Regions from separate parts of the Mus musculus genome. Here all the other regions are linked to region 4. A link is a contact called in public Hi-C and HiChIP or PLAC-seq data. All regions are on one chromosome and are shown on one strand. Each heading gives the region's core, a stretch centred on a gene start, on an enhancer-like site or on the middle of the called end of the contact. The rest is flanking DNA. Distances are from core to core; before and after follow the strand shown. Region 1 holds the start of Slc6a6 (solute carrier family 6 (neurotransmitter transporter, taurine), member 6). Region 2 overlaps Nup210 (nucleoporin 210). Region 3 overlaps Slc6a6 (solute carrier family 6 (neurotransmitter transporter, taurine), member 6). Region 4 holds the start of Wnt7a (wingless-type MMTV integration site family, member 7A). Region 5 holds the start of Ccdc174 (coiled-coil domain containing 174). Region 6 overlaps Nup210 (nucleoporin 210). Region 7 has its middle 26 kb from the start of Gm38860.

What was found. Hi-C and Micro-C count contacts between places; a contact is called where the count stands out from the background. HiChIP or PLAC-seq counts read pairs in DNA pulled down with a chosen protein or histone mark.
Region 1: a contact with region 4 is called in an HNF4G HiChIP or PLAC-seq map of pancreatic cancer cells. The contact joins the promoter of Slc6a6 here to the promoter of Wnt7a in region 4. A contact is called at or near these places in 2 of 115 datasets of contacts at active chromatin or transcription factors (embryonic stem cells and pancreatic cancer cells).
Region 2: an HNF4G HiChIP or PLAC-seq map of pancreatic cancer cells shows a contact between it and region 4. The contact joins the enhancer-like site here to the promoter of Wnt7a in region 4. A contact is called at or near these places in 4 of 39 promoter capture datasets (the 3T3-L1 cell line, embryonic stem cells, liver and 1 more) and 2 of 115 datasets of contacts at active chromatin or transcription factors (double positive thymocytes and pancreatic cancer cells).
Region 3: an HNF4G HiChIP or PLAC-seq map of pancreatic cancer cells shows a contact between it and region 4. The contact joins the enhancer-like site here to the promoter of Wnt7a in region 4. A contact is called at or near these places in 2 of 39 promoter capture datasets (pre-B cells and stem cell-derived epiblast-like cells), 3 of 484 Hi-C or Micro-C datasets (B cells, embryonic stem cells and palatal mesenchyme), 1 of 115 datasets of contacts at active chromatin or transcription factors (pancreatic cancer cells) and 1 of 9 other capture datasets (liver).
Region 5: a contact with region 4 is called in a FOXA1 HiChIP or PLAC-seq map of pancreatic cancer cells. The contact joins the promoter of Ccdc174 here to the promoter of Wnt7a in region 4. A contact is called at or near these places in 1 of 39 promoter capture datasets (liver) and 3 of 115 datasets of contacts at active chromatin or transcription factors (bone marrow-derived macrophages, embryonic stem cells and pancreatic cancer cells).
Region 6: a Hi-C map of cerebral cortex shows a contact between it and region 4, with 4 times the contacts expected there. The contact joins the enhancer-like site here to the promoter of Wnt7a in region 4. A contact is called at or near these places in 2 of 39 promoter capture datasets (hippocampal neurons and liver), 7 of 484 Hi-C or Micro-C datasets (cerebellar granule neurons, cerebellum, cerebral cortex and 4 more) and 4 of 115 datasets of contacts at active chromatin or transcription factors (astrocytes, forebrain, neural tube and 1 more).
Region 7: an HNF4G HiChIP or PLAC-seq map of pancreatic cancer cells shows a contact between it and region 4. The contact joins the enhancer-like site here to the promoter of Wnt7a in region 4. A contact is called at or near these places in 7 of 39 promoter capture datasets (the 3T3-L1 cell line, frontonasal cranial neural crest, hippocampal neurons and 3 more), 3 of 484 Hi-C or Micro-C datasets (all in embryonic stem cells) and 3 of 115 datasets of contacts at active chromatin or transcription factors (astrocytes, embryonic hindbrain and pancreatic cancer cells).

The regions. Positions count from the first base shown.
Region 1 is chr6:91,682,762-91,685,461 of GRCm38.p6, forward strand. It overlaps Slc6a6 (solute carrier family 6 (neurotransmitter transporter, taurine), member 6), which reads left to right and starts at 1,306. Exons shown (of 15, transcript NM_009320.4): 1 at 1,306-1,547.
Region 2 is chr6:91,013,063-91,015,762 of GRCm38.p6, forward strand. It overlaps Nup210 (nucleoporin 210), which reads right to left. Exons shown (of 40, transcript NM_018815.2): 40 at 5-1,434. The coding sequence ends at 1,337. Among named protein-coding and RNA genes, the nearest start is that of Gm38860, 4.4 kb to the left of the region's middle. Within about 2 kb of position 1,314, at least 39 of the 459 cell types and tissues checked have an H3K27ac peak or open chromatin away from gene starts, as enhancers often do. A contact at or near this core is called in pancreatic cancer cells, where this site is marked.
Region 3 is chr6:91,737,139-91,739,838 of GRCm38.p6, forward strand. The region is part of intron 6 of Slc6a6 (solute carrier family 6 (neurotransmitter transporter, taurine), member 6); the gene reads left to right. Among named protein-coding and RNA genes, the nearest start is that of Gm44981, 17 kb to the left of the region's middle. Within about 2 kb of position 1,408, at least 44 of the 459 cell types and tissues checked have an H3K27ac peak or open chromatin away from gene starts, as enhancers often do. A contact at or near this core is called in B cells and pancreatic cancer cells, where this site is marked.
Region 4 is chr6:91,410,014-91,412,713 of GRCm38.p6, forward strand. Wnt7a (wingless-type MMTV integration site family, member 7A) reads right to left here and starts at 1,340. Exons shown (of 4, transcript NM_009527.4): 1 at 1,026-1,340. The coding sequence starts at 1,096. Gm30437 (a long non-coding RNA gene) reads left to right here and starts at 1,315. Exons shown (of 2, transcript XR_377869.4): 1 at 1,315-1,998; 2 at 2,093-2,700.
Region 5 is chr6:91,876,669-91,879,368 of GRCm38.p6, forward strand. It overlaps Ccdc174 (coiled-coil domain containing 174), which reads left to right and starts at 1,385. Exons shown (of 11, transcript NM_172730.2): 1 at 1,385-1,518. The coding sequence starts at 1,477.
Region 6 is chr6:91,075,047-91,077,746 of GRCm38.p6, forward strand. It overlaps Nup210 (nucleoporin 210), which reads right to left. Exons shown (of 40, transcript NM_018815.2): 7 at 1,512-1,670; 8 at 861-929. Among named protein-coding and RNA genes, the nearest start is that of Nup210, 40 kb to the right of the region's middle. Within about 2 kb of position 1,300, at least 99 of the 459 cell types and tissues checked have an H3K27ac peak or open chromatin away from gene starts, as enhancers often do. A contact at or near this core is called in cerebral cortex, forebrain, hippocampal neurons and 1 more, where this site is marked.
Region 7 is chr6:90,982,899-90,985,646 of GRCm38.p6, forward strand. It overlaps a transcript of Iqsec1 not described here. Among named protein-coding and RNA genes, the nearest start is that of Gm38860, 26 kb to the right of the region's middle. Within about 2 kb of position 1,418, at least 27 of the 459 cell types and tissues checked have an H3K27ac peak or open chromatin away from gene starts, as enhancers often do. A contact at or near this core is called in hippocampal neurons and pancreatic cancer cells, where this site is marked.

The DNA of each region.
Region 1 (2,700 bases), core at 56-2,555, 270 kb after region 4:
CCTTCTGTCTGCCCAAAGGCTCTGGGCTTCCTGAAGTCTGCTCTGGGTTCAAAACAGCCACTTTCCTACTCTCTGACCTACCCCCTGGTCTCAGCCCTTTGTGCTGTGGGTAATGAAATGTGAGTCTGGATTTTTTTTTTTTAAGACGGGTTTTCTCTGTGCAGCCTTAGTGGAACTCACTCTGTAAACCAGATTGGCCTTGAACTCAGAGATCTGCCTGTCTCTGCCTCCCAGCGCTGGGATTAAAGGCTTGAGTCACACCACCACCTTATTTTGCTTCTTGGTGTCTTATGCCAGCCTAGGACAATGGATTCAGGCTGGTCAGGTCTGGGGCTACCATTCCCAGTTTAAGAGACAGGATAGCCATGCTACATAATTGACACTTATGTGCAGAGAGAGTGGAGAAGAAAGAAAAGGAAGTGGGCAAGCAGAGAGGGGGAAGGCCTTACTGAAGGTCACACAGCGCCACCTCAGGCTCAGCCAGGCTGTGGGTGTGTACAATCAGATGGAGGACATGCTCATTCAAATAAGGACAAGAATAATGGCACACTCCCCATCTCCATTTAAAAATAGTCACATTTGCTGACACTCGTTTGGCACTTCCTAGGTGCCTGGTGTCCTGTTCAGACTCTTTACACTGTTAACCTTGGACCCTCCCAGCAGCCAGAAGTGATGAGTTCCACTATTTTTATTTCCGTTTTACAGATGAGGAAACTAAGACACAGAAGGTCTGGGGAACTTGCCTGATGTCACACAGCCACGACGAAGTCGGGGCGCTTCGAAAACACAGCCTCATGTGGGCCAGGGGTGGGGGTGGGGGTGGGGGTGGGGGACTTGGCCTCCATTATCACTTCCACGGCAGCTCAGCCAGGCTTGCAGAGCTGCACACTGGCCCTGAGAGGACTCGGGGCAATGGGGGAGGAGCAGATTCTGGTAGGGATCTAGCTGCTGCGGCAGCCACAGGCCTCGTCCACAGACCTAGGTGGGTGTGTTAGAGAGCGTTGTGGTGTGGTAATATCAGGACAGGAGATGAGCCAGGGGTCTGGGTCTCTAACTCCTCATCGCCTGCATGAGAGGCCTGAGCAGTGCCATTAGCCACCAGCGTTTGGATGGAGCATGAGGATGGGTGCGCGCGCTCGACGAGGCGAGCTCCGGCTCTTTGTGTGTCCGAGCTCGTGCGCGCGTGCGTGCGTGTGTGTGTGTGTGTGTGTGTGTGTGTGTGTGTGTGCGCGCGCGCGCGCGCGCCCCGTGTGTGGGCGTGGCCGACAGACCAGGCCCCTCCCTAGGCCCCGCCCAGGCCCGGCCAAGCTGGTATTTTTCCACCCAGCAGGATGGGTGATGCGGAGAGCTGCCTGTTCAGACAACAGACACGCGAGGTCAGGGAGAAGCCGCTTATAAATTACCGCTTCCTCCGCGCCGCCGCCAGCGTCGTGCTCCGGGACCTGGTTGCTGCCGAGCTCCCGTGCCCAGCCGCCAACGCCGCGATCGCCGCCAGTCCCGCCAGCCTCGCCAGCCCCGGGCCATCCGCTGTGGGCTTAGCCACCCAGGTACCCAGGGCGTGTGGGCCGCGACTGCAGCCCCCTCCCCGGGCCGCGCTCCGCCACCTCACCGGGTCCCTGCGGGTCTGGCCTCCCCGCGCTCTTTCATCCCCTTCACCCCTGAGGGAGGGACTGAGGGTCTCCTGTTCAGCTCTGCTGGAGAGGGAGTTATTGTTTCCCTGGCGAAGGGGCTGGGGCTGCTGGTGCGGCGGCAGGTGTGTGTGTGTGTGTGTGTGTGTGTGTGTGTGTGTGTGTGTCCCACGGGGTGCCTCCTTGTCCCTGGATGTCTCTGTTTCTGAGAGTGGCTGTTTCTCCACCCTAGGCAGCCGTGTACATGTGCGCCCCGGGGTGTGTGATATGACCAGGGCTATGTCCGGGGCTGCCTTACCTGAGTGTAGTGTGGCCGTGTGGCTCTGTCTTCTGATACACACACACACACACACACACACACACACACACACATCTTGCCTATGTGAACCTGTACGTGTGGCTGTGTCTCCGGAACCCTGGCCGTGTGCACGTGTGTGTGCCCGAATGTGCCTGGATCCCTGGATCTGTGGTTGGGGGCAAGTCTAGTGTCTTCTAGCTGTACCCGAGAGGCCATCCCTTGTGCCCAGTGGGCCCAATGGACATCTTTGGTTCTTCGTAGTATTTAGGAGAGGTAAAAGGGCGGTATGGCTCCAGGTGCTGCCTGGGTGTGGCACGCAGGTGTGACAGTCGCTCCCAGGCTTGAGTAGCAGGGCTGAGGCCCGAAACGACAGCCAGGGGCAATGGGTAGCACCAGCTGAACACATCTTCCTCTAGACTGCTCCCCTTCACTTTATGGGTTCCTCTTTTGGGTGGGAGGTTCTGGTCTGCTCCCACTGGGGAAGCCACACAAGGAACCAGTCTCAGGAACAGATCCTACAGTCCCAAAGCCTCAACCTAGGCTGTAGCCTGGCGGCAAGGGAGGCGTGTGCTCAGCAGGGCCACCGACCTGGCTATTTTGGTCACTGCCTGGCCTCTGCCAGATCCCTGCCTTCCCTAGGACCAGCCCCAAAGGCTTGGGAGACAGCCTGGGCCCCCATTTCCTGCCTGGGGAAATAAATCATCTCAAAGACTGGCCAGGCGCTTGACCCGGAGGGTCCTCGGACTGCGGATTGGTAGCACGTGGCTCCAATTG
Region 2 (2,700 bases), core at 64-2,563, 400 kb before region 4:
CATCCTTAAGAAACTACACAGAACTTTATTAAACAAATGCAGGGAAGACTCCATTAACAGCTCTCGGGGGAGATTGAGTGGCTGGCTGGGCACAAAGACTCTATCCTCACGTCCAGAAAGTCCATCCTATGGCTCAGCCTCAAAGGATCACACATGACCTTCAAAGGCAAACAACTCTTGGTGACGTGGTGCCCATACACGTCCACTTGGAGGTGAGTCTCTGGCTCATTCTGACAGCACCACAGCACCTGGACCTGAAACAGAGGCCATGACCCTGAGCTTGGACGTGAAGATGCGTCGTATTCCCAAGGCATCCTCTTCGCTCCTGGGCTAGCGAGGCGAGTGCTGGTGGCAGAGGAGGGGGAGAGGAGGGCCAATAGGGTGGCTCAGATCCACTGAGGTACTGCATTCTGTGTCCTCCAAGGCAGATGAGCAGATGACCCTGGGTCTCTCTGCTCCACAAGTCACAGCAGCATCTCAGAACAAACCCAGAGATCAGAAGATCCCTGCCAGTGGCTGCAGGGCAGGGCCGATGATGCTGTGGCTATTCCCAAGCTGCCTCAGGGAGAGCGAGAGGTACTCCAACCCTGGTGACAGAAGCCCTTCTGCTGAAACAAGACCGAAGTCCTCCCGGGGCTCTGAAGGGAGGGCCACTCTGCTGAGGCTCAGTAACTATCACAGTAAGAAGGCTCAGTCAGCACAGGGCTCTGGGCATGGTGTCCCCTAGGGGACATCCACATCTGCTTGTCCCCCACATTTCCTAGCAGCAGTAGGATAAGGAGAAGAGTGAGTTTTCATGAAAAAAAAAACAAAAAACAAAAAACAACAACAACAATAACAAAAAAAACCCACAATAAAGGGCTGGTGTGCACATGTGCCAATGGACAAGCAATTGCCAAGCAGGTATGAAACCCTGGGTTCTATTCCAAGCACCACAAAAACCCCAGGAGTCATGAGAAAATCCTTTCCCTGAGATCACTACAGTGACATTATCTGTAGATGATGTAGAAACAGCTTCCAATACTCAAAAGCCATGAACAGGGAAGCGAGCTTCCTCGAGCAGAACAAATACAAGATTAAGCAGCACCCCCAAACCCTGCACACCACATGAGAAGGAGGGAACCAGGAAGCCCTGACCCTCAAGACTGGGAAAGAGATTTAAAAGCAAACAAATTAAAATCCCTTGCTTGTGTGAATCAGGCAGTGATTCAGCACGGCCAGGGCAGTGAGGATGGCCTAGGGCCCAGGCGTGGTTTCACCCCGGTGTGAAAATGACAGTGACCCTTCTGTCCAGGTGTCAGTTCAGCTGTGTAGTAATACCAGCCCTGCACATTGCCTAGTGAGAGGCATAGGCTGGGCTCCAGAGCCCCGAGGGAGGGCTGGCTTTGCGACCAGAAGGCAGTGTGTTGAAAGCAGCCGGAGATGAGGCAAGATCTGGGGAGGAAAGGGACGTGAGCATGAAGGAATAAATAGCCAATATCCCCACTATACTCCTCAGTGTGTGCCCATGGCATGCCAGGGGCTTATACCTAGGACAGCAGAAACTGACAGGGGCAGGGGAGGCACGGGAAAGTACACTGCCCAACCTGTGCTTCTGTACCCAGCAGCCTTCTGTCTCCAATGAATACCTTATGAGCTAGACTGGGCTAATCCTGTGGAGGGTGTGGATGAGATTTACTGGGATGTGTAGGGTTCATAAATATTTATATCCACTTAGCCTGGAACATGACCTCTGACCTTCCTGAGCTCAGTCAGTAGTCTGGGGTGGGTCACATGACACATCCTGTTATCTCTCCACGGAGCCAAGAGGATGGAAGAACCAGACTCTTGAGCACAATGCTATTGTAACAAGGACCTGGAGGCAAGTGAAAGGAACTTTGTCACTAAGACCCTATGGTAACTTCAACAAACACTGGGAGGAAGAGTCAGAAAGGACTGTAGCAGAATAGCTGTGCATCAAGCCAAAGCCATGAGGACAGCTACCACCCAGCATGCTAGGATACTCAGGAGTCCTGCCTTGAAGACCAGAGACAACAGGAAGAGGCTTTGATAACAGGGTGTGTGTGCGTGCGTGTGCGTGTGCGTGTGTGCGTGCGTGCGTGCGTGCGTGCGTGTGTGTGTGTGTGTGTGTGTGTGTGTGTGTGTGTGTGTGTGTGTGTGTGGGTGTGCGTGCACTTCTGGCCATAAAGCTGTCCTCTAACACTAAGATGAGCAAACACTAGCTCAAGGGCCTCTTACACAAGCCAAATGGGAGTCAGGAGACAAAGGGCTACTGGGCACTGCACAATTCCAGAAGACTCTTAGAGAAAGGTACCCCAGGAACTGTAGAGGGTGACTAAGACCTTAGGTCATCACAGACAAATAGATTACTGAAAGGAGTGGGCTTTCCTATCTTTCTCTGTGGGAGTATCTCTCATGAGGACAGTGTAGAGTCTCCATCCTCCCATCCCAACCTGACCTCTCAGTGGTAGCCCTGCCTGTCTTTTCTGGAATTCCCCTGCTCAGACAACACTGTCTCTACCAACTCCTCCCATCCCACAGCCTGCTGGGGATGGATGCCTCTGAGGAGTCAAGACTAATATCTGAGTCTGTGTGACACTCTTGTCCCCTGGCACATCTGTCCCTGGGGCTCAGCTCTAACTGTCTCTTTTGCTCTGACACAAGCTGTGAAATCTAGGGTTCGGGGCCTGGATCCCACCC
Region 3 (2,700 bases), core at 158-2,657, 330 kb after region 4:
CCTCTCCGTCTCATCCTCGTGCTGGCTGGCAGGTGCAGGGAGGCAGAAGCCTGGCATGTTCCTGCTTGCTCTCACAAGGAGACAGGTTGTTGGTGCTCACCCTGGAAAGGTCTGGATCTGTGTGTGGCTGGGTCTGTGGTCACACTCCAGGACAGCCTGTTTTGTCAGAAACAAAGCAGAATGGGGCAGACAGGGCTAGTTCTGGGTTTGGACCCAGCTCTGTCCATTATAAATGGAATGACTTTACAAAACCTCTTACCTTGCTCAGCCTCAGTTTCCCCTGGTGTAATGTAATCGAATGAGCTTGCTGGTCAGGCCATCTGCTCCCAAGTAAAGCTAAGTAGCAGGAGACCGGAAGCCAGGTCCCTCTTGCAAACCCACTAACCTCCAGAGGACCAGGGATGAGGTGCCCCCTAAGCCTCCATTTTCCACAAGGCCTCTGGCCCTGTTCTGAAGGATCAGCAACAGGAGTGGAAAAATACCACGTCCCACAGCAAGGCCTACTGGGCCACAGTCAGGGGCCCAAGGTGGCGCCTGGCACCAGCCTCTCCCTAGAGGATCCCGAGGGACAGTCACGGAAAAGTTGAGAGAATGGTTCTCGGGCTCATCCAAGGAGTAGCAAAGGCTACAAAACAAGGGTAGCTTTTTCTAGAGAGACGGCTGGGTAGGTGTGATGGGGAGGTGGCAGCAACAGTAACACTCCCAAAGATAGGGGAGCCCCAAAAGTACTTGGCCTAGATTAGATCCTACCTCTGAACACCTACTTCTAACTGGGGACTCCAGACAGGTGACATGACGGCTGGTATGGCCTGTTTGCTCACAAGGGAAGGGACATGTTGTAATGGCTCATCCAGGTATGGTAAGTATTAAGTAAGTTCATAGCACATAGTAGGCTTATTGAAGAGGCAAGCCAGGGAGCCCTCCCCACCCCAGTGAGCCCACCAGTGCTTCTGGCCACAGTCCACTGACTCTGAAGTGTTTGTAGCCCTCTGGGGAACCCCGTGGCGTGCCTTTCTATGGTCATTGTTTACCAGTTTGGGTGTGGCTTTGCAGGGCCTCAGAGAGGGGACCTGGCCAGGGGTGCCTGCCTGCCTAGCCACAGGAAGGGAGGGGACAGGAGGATTTTCTTTCTTTTATACTTTTAGTGGCTTCCTGATTGGCCTTTGTCCCGGGTGTCTGTCAGACCATCACGGGAAAAGAAGCGAGGGTGGCTGGGGACACAGAGGCCCAGAGAAAGAAAAAAGGCATCCAGGGGAGGGGTAGCAGGCAGGAGAGGGCCCTCCTTTAAGCCCTGCCACCACCTTCTGGGCTGTTTCCAAACACTCCCTGAAGACCTCGGTAGAGGGTGAGATCAGAGTTCCCCCTGGAAGCGGCAGCCACAGTTGCCAACTGGGAGGTAGGATAGATGAGCGGTAAACTCCAGCTGACCCTCTGGGCCAGTCCATCTCCTTATCTTAGCCTCAGAGCTGGGAACCTAAGCCTATCTAGTCCACGTCTCTCCCCTAAAAGTGGGGAAGGGTAGTGATAGTACCAGCCATTGTGCTTGAGTTCCTCTCCAAGGGGCTTGACCTCCTAGAAAGTATGGCCTCCCTCAGGCCTTCTACCCATGGTAAAGGCCAACTACCCTGCAGTGGGGTGGCTAAACAGCTCATAGGACCAGGCAAAGGGCATTATTACCCATCTCTTCCTCATCCCAACCCTAGCCACACAGCGTGACCCCATGGGTCTCCTGTAAGCTGGGAACCTGCTGGGTCTTTCCCATTCTGGGCATGACCTTAGGGAAGTTCCTGCCTACCTCTCAAGTCACTGTCAAGCAGGCTGTATGTCTTGACAGTCATCGGCTGGGCTCTGACCGTGCCGATGCTCACCCATCTTCCCCTGGATAAGGGCTGCTGTGACTCTTGTCCTCATTGTATATGAGAAGAAACCCAGAGAGAGTGACCAACATGGCCTGCATCTCAGAGTTGGAGCTGACCCCTTGTCTCACTCTGTATCCCCAGGCAGGCCTTGAACACATCTGCCTCAGCCTCCTGGGTGCTAGGATTACAGATGTGCACCTATACCTGCTTCTGTCTTTTTTTTTTTTTTTTAAATATGTGTAGGTATGTTGCCTAAATATTATGTGTGCCTGGTGTCAGAGATGACCAGAGATGTCAGGTCCTTTGCAACTGGAATTTCAACTGGGTCTAAGCTGCCACGTGGATGCTGGGAATCAATCTTGGGTCCTTTGCAAAAGCAGCCAGTCCTCTCAGCCACGTGTCATCTCTCGAGCCCTTTCTTTACTCCCAACCCCCCCACCGACCCCTGTGTTATACTGATAGTTGTCATGCTAGCCGATATGTGCTGAGTGCCATGTGACCACGGGCTGAGTCGTTGCCTAGGGTCCCTGATAGTTGACTCAGTCTGTATGTTTGTATTTTTGCATAATCTCTTCAAAGGGTGGGCATGCTTTCTGTCTTGCCTGCTTTGTTAAATTCTGAGCCTGAATGGGCTATGTGAATTATCCACAGGATTTTTTTTTAAATCTATAAGAGAGACCCTTATGTCATATTTAAGGAAAGTGGCAGAGGCTCAGGGGTCGCACAACACACTAAAGACGGCACGGCAAGTGAGACCAATATGTCTCTAGGGTCCTTGCTGCACCCAGGGCAAGCACGTGCCTCTGAGAGAAGAGGATGGCCCACACTTCATTGCAGCAAG
Region 4 (2,700 bases), core at 90-2,589:
GTTGGGGAAGTGGGAACCCTGAGGGTGGCGGCGGAGAAACACAAAGGGTCTGCCACACACGCCCCCTGGCCTTGGGTCCAGTTCTTCCCAAGGCAGCGACAGGAGGTTCACAGGTAGTAGGGGTGTATAGAGAGAGGCAGGTGTGAAGCCTCCCAAGGTAGCCCTTTGGCGCTAGGACCTCTGTCTATGATTAAAGCCCCCCACGTCCCCAAAACCGTGCTGCACACAAGTCACTTCCTAAGTACAAAGAGAGGCCGCGCAACGCAGCGCAAGAAGCCACCTGCTTCCACTTTCCAGTTAGAGTGTCTCCTGCCCCACCTCCTGACGCCTGGGTTCTTTGGCTCCCACCCCAGCGACCCCAGGGTCGGCTGTCTTGCTTTCTTTGGGTGGCGGCTAGAGAGCGTCTCTCCTTGGTGTCTCCGACTAGCCATTAACTATCTCTGGTCGTACTATTTGGTTCTGATTGTTAAATGTGCTGTCCTCCTAGCTTGGGAAGGGGGTCTGAGGGCCGCTGGAAATGAGGCGGTGCCAGAGCTCTGAAAGGTGGTTTATGCTTTTGCCAGGGAACACCCCCAGTCCTGGGCCCACGTTTGCTACATGAGTAGCCCTGTCTGCAAAAGGGCTGCGCTCACAATATCGCGCGTAGAATTCCTGCTGGGAATTGAGCTCTCTAGGGGTGGCTGTGGTCCTGCCGGATCTACTGTGCTTGTGGCTTGCGCGCAGGGGCGGGGGGTGGGGCGGTTCCTGGGGACCCCATAGAGCAGATATTCGCTTCCAGAAACACTTAACTGTCTGTTTCTGGAGGTATCCCTGACTCTGAGATCCTTGGGATGGCCGATCCCCTGCCCGAGTCTGTGGAATTGCGTGCGCCCCTGGGTTGTCCGCTCACGGGGAGCCTTTGTGCCCTCAGGGTTCCTGCACCTCCCACTGCCTCTCCTGAGCTAAGTTGGGCAGCGCGCCTCCCTCCCGGGCCCAGTCAACTTTGCCTCCGTCGCACGCGCGGAAAGAACGCGCGCGGTGCTTACCCGATCCGGAGGTAGACTATGCCCAGGCTGAGAAAGAGGTGGCCCAGGCAGCGCCGCGCTTTCCGGGTCATAGTCCCCGCTGGTGGCGGGTGCCACGGGCCGGGCTGTGCTGATCCCGCCAGCCGGGCCCGGCGGGGCAATCCACATAGCCTGCGCAGGGGGCGCGGGCCGAGGCTCCCTGGGCGGTCCGTCGGTGCGTCGGTCCGCGCTAGGCACTGGAGACTGTCCCAGAGCGCGGGAGCCGCGGAGCCAGAGGAGGGGAGAACAAGCGCAACAAGGGGCGCCGCTGCGCGCCAGCGATCGCGGCAAGTGTTTGAGGCGCGGGGACTGCGGGGCGCTGCTGCCTCCCGCCCCCGCCCCTCCCTCTCCGCCCTTCCCCCGCCCGCCTCCCGGAGCGCCCGCCCCGCGCCCAAGCGCCCGCGGGTCGAGGATGTCTGCCCCGAGCGCGCTCCCGCGGCGCTCCTCCGAGCTCGCGGCGGTGGGAGGCGGGGGCGTGGAGCGGAGTTGGGGGTGGAGGGCGGTGGAATCCTGCCTGCCTAGCATCCTTCGCTAACTCGCAGGTTGAGACCAGCAGGTGCCCAAGGGCCATCCTCTGGGTGTAGAGGATATAGGCTCATTTCAGAACCCTCACGCCTTGTTAGAGCTCTGTCACACGGGCCAGAAACAGGGAACTGGGGTGGAGACTCCTGCAGAACTACTACCCCACACATTCTCTCCTCACCCTCGTCTGTGCGAGGGGCTGATTGCACCTAAGGCGAGACGTGACAGGATCCTCCGGAATCTTGCTACCGGTGGAGACTTGGAATTGGACTGGAGCCCAATGACCAGTAGCAGAACCTGAGAACACGCGCAGGTGAAAGCTCAGAGCGCTCTCACGGCGACACCTGCTGGGTGCGGCAGGTGGTGCATTCTGGCCTTTTGTCTTTCTGATCAGAGACACGCAGCCCAAGTTTCAGTTGGAGAAACTGAGGAGGTGAAGTCAAACTCAAAGTCACTAACAGGTGAATAGCCAGATTGGAACAAGGTAGCCCCAACTCTAGTGACCCCTACTCTTCTCTCCACTCCAGGCCTGCTTAGCCTTCCAGACTGCAGTTCTTCATGCATACCTTCATGTACAGCCGCTGTTCACGCATGCGTCCACGGGCTACTGGCGCCAGCCATGCTGACAACCGTGGATTCAAGGAACACGGGAGACCTTGGTCTGGGTACAGCCTGGGGGGGGGGCGCTTTCAGAATATGGCCACTACATTGTTCAACCAATCTCCATTGCAAGGAGTTCTCTGTGCGCGCCTTCCTTGCCTCTGGGCAAGCCTGTGATAGCTTCCTCATTGACAGGTGCAGATGATGGTAAATGGATACGTACAGGAGCCCTGTCCAGTAAGCACATGCATAGCTTCAGATGGCACCGGCTGGTGAGAAGGTCACAGGACCGGGGACCGGGCAATGGGAAAGAGGGTTCTGTGCACTAAAATGTTTGTTTTAGCTCTGAGGAAGTGGCTGGGCTGTCCGCAGCAGATCACAGGATTTGGGCCCATTATGGTAGAAGCTAGGAGTGGGTGAAGGAGGAGCAAGGATGAAGAGAAAGAAAGCCAGTGATGTGGAGGGAAGAGAGGGGGACTGTATTCCTAGAAGAGTTTGGAGTCCAATGGAGACCCTGGAGAATAAAGCAGGTAAC
Region 5 (2,700 bases), core at 135-2,634, 470 kb after region 4:
GGTTTCTCTGTGTAGCCCTGGCTGTCCTGGAACTTATGCTGTAGATCAGGCTGGCCTTGAACTCAGAAATTCGCCTGCATCTGCCTCCCAACTGCAGGGGGCGGGGGGGGGGGAGGATATCTTAAAATTATTTCACTTACAACTTCTTTTTACCCAGTATTATTTTCATGACTTGAGGTATATATGGATACTTTAAAAATTACTTTAAAACAATTTGGCGCACACACACACACACACATATGTATATGTATATATATATATATATATATATATATATATATTCACCATTTATTAAAGATGAAAAACAATTTGTATCCTAATGACATGAATGTGCTTGTTTCAACAAAAGGAATTAAATATTGGCTAAACATTTGATACTGTAGGTCACAGAGCATCTTCAGTGCTTTTCAGAGTTGATTGTTTTGACTTTATCATCATCAATGTGGAGAACACTGCTTTGCAAAGATACAGCAAATTCATGTTTAGGGCCATTTCAGAAATTGTTGGAAATTTTGTCCTAAATCCCAGGTCAAAATTCTTTTAATTCTTTAGCAATTCAAATAGTAATTTCAAAATTAGAGTATTCTGGGGGCTGGTTGTGGTGGCACACAGCTTCAATCCCAGCATAAGGGAGGAAGAGGTAAGCAGGTATCTTTGAGTACAAGGCTAGCATGGTCTACAAAGCAAGTTCCAGGCAGCCAGGAGTACCCAGTGACCCCCAAATGAATGTATGAATGAATAGTTAAAATTCAAATATTCTGTTGGGCATAGTGGCTCACACATGTAATCCTAGCATTTAGGGGGCAGAGGCAGGAGGGCTGTTGCAAATTTGAGGCTAGCCAAGTCTACATAGAGAGTTTGAGGCCAGGTGGCTGTACAGTAAGACCCCATCTCAAAAAAAAAAAAAAAAAAAGCCTAAAAAGCAAAACAACAAACAAAACCAACAAAACAAATCACAAAACACCAAAAAAAAAAAACCAACATAAAACGAGTGTTTCTCATAGCCCATTCTTAAACAATAATTCCCACCACTACCAGTTTCATTAAATTCCTTTTGTTTTCATGTTGGAGACAGGAGTTTACTTAGCTCTCTTCATACGCTGCTATTCTTTTCCATCATCTAAGACTCTCCAGTCAATATAGTGTGTGTTGCAATGAAAGCTATCTTCCTTCCTTCTCTAGACGGCGACAATACTAGTCATTTTCACCTCACTTTCTGCTCTCTTCAAGATGGCCAATTGCGATCAATTCCAACCCTCTGACCTTCTCAAAATGACGACGTAGCGACTAGGGACCTCATACTGACGCTTTCAAGATGGCGCCGAGGTCGTAAATCCAAGTCGCAAAATGACGCAAACTCAGCGTCCCTATCAAAGACACTTCCGGTTCTGCTGCCGGGTGGGGGTGGCGGACTCGTAGGGTCTGACTGAGGCCACAGGGAGGCTGCGTCTTGGGACTGGACGCCTTGGCGGGACGATGGACCGAAAGAAAAAGCCTTTGGACGTTACAGCCTCCTCGGTGAGTACAAGTGTGGCTTAGCTCCGTGCTCCGCGTTCCCTCCGCCTGTCTCAGTCGAGAATGGTGACCTAGTTGTTGTCCCACGCAAGTCAGGGGCCTGGACTGCCCATCTGACAAGGATCCTGACCGACCCTTTCCCCGCAGAGACCCTCCTCAGCTTCCTTACTCACAGGATCCTGAACTCGGCTCCGCCAGGCGCCTGGGCTCCGTTCCCCTCGAACCCAGGCGGGTCTCGGACGCCATCCTCCCAGGGATCTCAGGGCGCATCCTGCGGGTCAGCCGCCGCCACAGCCGGCTCTCTGTCCGCAGGGACTTGGAGGACGAGCCCTTCCTGGGTTCTCCACTAGTCCAAAGCCCTTCTCGAGCACTGGGATATGATTTGTCTTCCCAGGGCTCCCAGGGTCCCCCCCAGCAGGATCCAGACAAGTTAGCTAGTGCCTTGTGGGATGGGGTACCCGGGCCAGTAAGGTCTGACAGGATGTAAGGAGTTTTGCTAACTTAACCACTCTCAGCAGAAAACTTGTAAACACTGTACACATTTTGTGTCCGTGCTTCATATGTGTGCTGCCATCGAGTCCTCAGAAGTGCTTTTGAGTGTAGGTGGTATTAATTGTCACTCTTAATGGATAATGAAGTTGACACCCAAAGGTGAATCCCGTTTTCCTCAATGTACACACAGATTTGTTGTGTGAGAAGCCAGGCTCAGTTTGATTGACTGCAAAATGGTGCCTTTTCTGATTGTTCAAAACATCTAATGTATCAAATTTTTTGTTGGAATTTGTTTTTTAATATAGAAAAATTGGTCTTAGTAATCATGTTTGCTTGGATTCAGTGCTTGCAAACTGAATTAATCAGGAAGTATATGCGCATGCGCTTAACTTTAGCACATAAGTGTCAGAGACAAGTGGACAGAGGCCACTGTAAGTCAGAGGCCAGCCTGAGCTACATAGTTCCAGTATAGCCAGAGCTACACAGTGAGACCCTGTCTTTAAAAACCAAACCAAAGTTAACTTGTCTGGAGGATAATGTTTTTAATAATTATAACACAAACGAAGTCCCGGAATTGATTGGTCATTTTGTGATTCAGATGTAGTTGTAGAATAGAAAGATATATAGCTAGGTAATTGATACATTTACAAAGTTAAAATCCTCCTCTTCCTCCTCCTCCTCCTCCTCCTCCTC
Region 6 (2,700 bases), core at 50-2,549, 340 kb before region 4:
TTAACTCTGCCAGGTGCCCTTCCCACCACAGAAAATCAGTCTGACACAGCACCTGCCTCCCATGAACCTCCCGAAGTCTTTCCTCTGCCCTGGTGTTTGCTCCTACCACACTGTTGCCACCTGTTTGTACCAACCTCTACTGTGGAGCTAAGTCTCACCCCAGGCCAATCAGGCAAAGGATGCTGCCGAGACACAAAGGGTCCTTGAGGCATACGGGGGTTGGTGCCTGTTAGCTGGGTGCTGCACCACCAGAGGTTCACAAGCTCCCTGACAAGAGGATCTTAATTAAGGGTACTGCTGCCCATCTGGCCACTGCTCTCCAGACTGAACTCTGGCTGTGAGCTCCTTAGGTGAGCTGCCTCAGACTAAAGAAAACACTACCATGGTGACTCCCATGACACACATGCCCCAAAGGTCTCCGCGCTGGCTATCATTGCAGCTCCCAGATCCACCTGGGCTTCAGGGTCATTTACTGCTACAGGTGGTTCCCTCCTCTCTCTGATGCCTCCTTCTTCCCTGCCAAGGTACTGCCAACTCTCACATCAACCTAAAGATGACCAGCTAGGCACAGGGTCCCCAACCTTGACAGGTGCAGAGCAGCACTCAGGTCTGCATGCTGCCAGGGCTGAGGACTGATGGCCGTGAGCATGGCGGAGGATGTGGTCAGTGTGAGAGCTACTGTACCTCTGCAGTTAGGTGGGTTTGCTTTTGCTGACAGGTCCAAGGGATTGACTATTCTCATATGAGCTAAGACATATACTGCTGAGCTGAATCTCAGGTCTTGCTTTTACTCTTTGATCTCTCAAATGATGGAATCACAGGCAATCAATGTGTAGGAAACCCCAGGGGGCCAGACTTACCTAGGTATCCGGCTTCAACCACATAGATGGTGCTGTTGGGGAGCCTAGAAGCTCCTTGCATACGGATACCTGAATTCTTAATTAAGGTATAAAACATAAGATACAAAGGGTAAAGCAGCCAGGGCTTTCTGCCTGATGCACACGGTTTGAGCATCACACAGATACCATATGAACTAAGAAGTGGGTGAGGAACCCCTAGATTAGGCCGAAGATCTACATCTTAGAGCGAAGATGTTGGTGAGTCAAGACCCTTACTGTACCATCTGCCCTACAAAGCCGAGTCTCTGCAAGGGACACCAGGGACCCCAGGGCATACAATCCATCTTGGGTTTTCAACAACCTATGTGCCAGTGTTCGCACAGTACTCACACAGCTTCTGCCAGGCCCCCTCTGAGGGGAGGGACTGTGGTTCCTGGGAAGCTTCCAGAGGCCTGGAGTGACGTATGCCTCCGCCAGACTCCTGGCTCTGGGAGTCTCTGTGAGTCATCTACAGAGGTGAGCAATTCCACTCAGCGGGTTGCTATTTAGGCTCTTTCTGATTTTCAGACAGATGGGGAAACAGTGCTATTTTTAGTCCTGGCTGGCTTTAAGGGAGAAAAACAACTTGGCTTCAAAGCAGTCAGCACGACACGGTGCCAGAGCGGAGGATATTCCTGTGGCCCAGGACCAGGTTGCTCTGTCCCATCTGCATGGCAGTGACTCTTGATGTGTCCTGTGTCAGGATGGCCACAGGACGGGCGGGGTCTCCCTGAGGATCTGGGATGCTGTTCTGGAGCTGCAGCTCATATTGATCAGAAGGCATTGAGAGTTCTGTATGAGAAAGAGATGAGAAAAGCAGGTAAGATGAAAGTGTGAAATGCTGCACACCAAGACGGCCGTCTCCAGCCCTGACTCTTGGGACCTGCTGTCAAGACAGCAGCTTGAAGAATGCTAGCAGTGGTGAACACCTGACCATCCCCCTCCCCCCCGAAGTGAGCAAGCTCTTCTCTACATCTGGGCCCAGTGGGGTTCTCACTGTATTACCAAAAAAGTTGGACCTGATGGTCTTCTATGGGTTTTTGGATGCTCAGCTTACCATCGCAAAGAATGATTCTAATCCTGACCACTCTCTGTGCTCCCCCCTCGGTCTAAATTTGTGTAAAAATGACTTTCCCAACAAGAGCCCAGGTCACAGAACAATTCCCAGGAAATCACAGGTTCTGGGAAACCCACCATCTTCACTCTCTGGGCAGAGAACACAGTACTTTTGTTTGAAGACACCTGCTGGATAGGAGTTCAATTTCCCAGAAAGGAAAAGCGACACCAGACTCTGCGGTGAAAGAGCTCTGGTCTTGCTTAGGCATCTCATGACCAATTTCCCTCATCTCATCTCTCAACAACCCTAGGAACAAGGACTACTGGCATCCCCACTTTAGAGAGGGCTGAGCAAGTCAGGTGAGAAGCTAGCTCATGGTCTGCTATGACTTCCACTGCTTTAAGAACCTAAACTTCATATGCTAGAAAACATGTCACGGATGGGTCAGTGTGTAAAGCACTTGCTGGGTAAGGATGAGGATGTTCAAAGGTGTCCAAAGGGTGTTCAAAACCCAGCACCAACACAAAGCAGTAGCATGTGTTTGCAATCCCAGCATTCCTATGGCATGATGGAAGACAGGAGAATCCCCAGAGGCTTCCATGTCAGCTGGCCTGAGGCTGCTCTCAGACCAGTGGCAGGCATACCCCCATGCTCACATACCCCCATGCTCACGTACCGCGACAGAGAGCACGGGAAGACTGATGATTGGGGGCTGGAGAGGTGGCTTAGGGAATAAGAGTGCAGAGGACCTGAGTTCAATATTCA
Region 7 (2,748 bases), core at 168-2,667, 430 kb before region 4:
GCACAATACTTACTGACCAGTGAATTCTGCATAACTCTGAGTTATCAGCTCCATAGACTTGGTACACAAGAATTCCAACCATATCACTTGGCCACACTTAGCCTATAGTTGGGGAGATCTGGTCTGCAGACTAGCATGTGTCTATGCTGGGTGAACGTCTGCAAGCAGGAGATCCACTGAACTCAGATGGTCTCATAACTACATCAGTAGCTCGTACTCCCTTTCAGATAGGTCAGTTTCACCTTCTTTGATTCCAGTTTTTGACAAATTCCCAGTTTGTCTATGTTTGTTTCTCTGCTGGCTCAGTGGTAATTATTCCTGTTGACACCCAGACAAGCACAGAACTGTGTACTTCCCAAGTTAAGCCAAGTGTTGCTCTTCTATAAAAAAATAAAGTAGCACAAACAATCCAATCAGCTGTCAAAGCAATGTTATAGACAAAATAACTGACAGATAGTCATCCTGATGACACAACATATGGATGTTCCCAAATGCCTGCCTCCTGTGGCCAAGCGCTCACCACACCTCCCTCCCCATAGCGAAGCCCTGAGGTCTGAGGTTTCTGCAGGCACAGTGGCCTGTATCTGGTGTGAACACTCACGTCAAAAGCACCAGCAGCTCTCAACTGCAATTCACACACTGCACCACTCACTATTTCTCTCAGCGCCAGCTAGATAAAGAAGCATTCCCTGATTTACTTTCTGGGTTGTAAAATAATAATTTGCTTAGCTTGTCAGACGGCTGGGAGAGAGCTTCAGAAAAACACTCCCTCATCTTTCTGTGGACTCTACCATCTGCTGGAAAAATAAGAATGGCTCACCCTGATCCCTTACAGTTTAATACATTTTGTCCAACTAGGACAAGTGTCCCAAAGTGTGGTGCAGCTTGTTCCTGACAAAGGGACATCTTCTCAGCACTGGATCCAGCCTTTATCTCAGCTGGGAGAAGGAGAATATTATTTAGTGGAAATATAACCACAGGGTCTCCTGCCACCAGTTTCTCAGCCACAGTTACAGGTGAGGAGAAAAAAGGCCTTCCTATCCTCTTCCAGACCCCTAGTCTTTGCTCCTAGGGAGAAAGGAATCTGCGCATAAGAGCACTCTGCTTCCTAGCCCCTACACCCCAGTTTTGGTACTTTCTAACCACTTTGAAGAACACAACTCAAAGGCTCCTTGCCAGGACCATCATAGTGCTTTCTGTGTTATCTGCCTGCTGCCAATTAGGACAGTCCAGTTTCCTCTTGCCACCCCCTCTTCTACGGCCACCCTTGAGCATGCCCCTGAAATGAAGCACCACCATCATGGTTAATGTCACCACAAACCCAGAAAAGCACTTTGTTTGGTAAGTCAACAGACACTGAATGCCACTGAAAACCTCCCCCAGAGTGAGTCACCAACTCAGAGCTTCAGAAAAAACGTCCTCTCAGAGTGATGTGTGATGTGACAGCCCTTGAGGGCTGGAGCAGATGAGAAGGCGGAAGAGGCTGTTCCACTGGGCCTCTCCCCAGCCACTTGAGGCTGATGTTTACTTCTGCCAAGAAACTTCAGGAGATCAAAGGCTAAAAGGGGGTCACCTTCTTCTACCTTTTCCCCTTTACACAATCACCACCAAAAGCACTGCATTGGTGACAAGATTCAATGGGGCAGAAGGGATCCAAACATGCTGTGCACCTTCAAGCACTGGCCAGGAGCCAAAAAGAATCCTGAGAAGTGGTCTGATCATTCCACAGTGTGAAAGTCAGGCAGGAGGTGAGCAAGATCAGGAGCCAAACAGCGTGAGATCCAACACTGGCTGACGACCAGACAGAGCTTAAACAAGGCATGTGATCCCTCTAAGCCTAGGTTTCACATCTGTATAATGGGAGCCTGTCTTTGCCTGATAGGAGTGATGACACATAAGGTATGAGCACACAGCAAACCCTTAGGGGATATTGCCATGTTCTCTTAAACTTGGTTCAATACATTCATTCGCACCTGCGGTTTGATGATTCCAATACTTCTTGTCTTCCCTGGCTTACCCATTCAGGCTATATACTCTGAGCACCCACTAGGTACCCAAGCTCTAGTGAGGGAAATGTGGTTCTAGAAATGGATCATTAGAATGTAGCTGACTGCACACTGCATAAATGAGTGCTGATGTCAGGGGAAAATCAACGTCAATAACAACAGAAGCAAATAACTCCCAGATAGCAAAGGCACCATGAATGAATGGATTTCTTCCCTGTTTTAATCTTCTCCCCCAGTGCTGGGAATAAATAATGACTCTTGGTACTAGAGGTCAAGACATTCAAGAAAGCCCTCTGAGGAAGAGCTTAAAGTTTCTGGGATTGAAAGCTTCTAGCATGTCTAGGCATCTGTGCCTAGTGAGGTAATTATCAAGCTCACTCTTGTCTCAGGGAAAGCAATGGACCCCTGAAGCTCATCTATATAGTGAGAAGGGAGCTCCTAACTCAGGCTGCAGTGGCTACCAGCTACTTAGTAAAAGGTCAGTCAGGTCTTGCTCAACCAGCATGCTTGTCAGACCGGCTCTTCTCAGGGCCACTATATGCAAATAGGGAGGCCTGAGAATGTTGTTATCCTCTGCCCAAAGGTAGAAAGTAGAGGCCAATCCCCTAGCTCCATTTCCCCCCAAACTGTGGCCCTATTCTGCTCTGTCACCTCTGGAAACTCAGCTTAATAACAGCTGTTAGCTCCAGCAACCCTTTGCCACAGCTCCATATCCCCCACTGCACATCTCTTGCACCTAGCC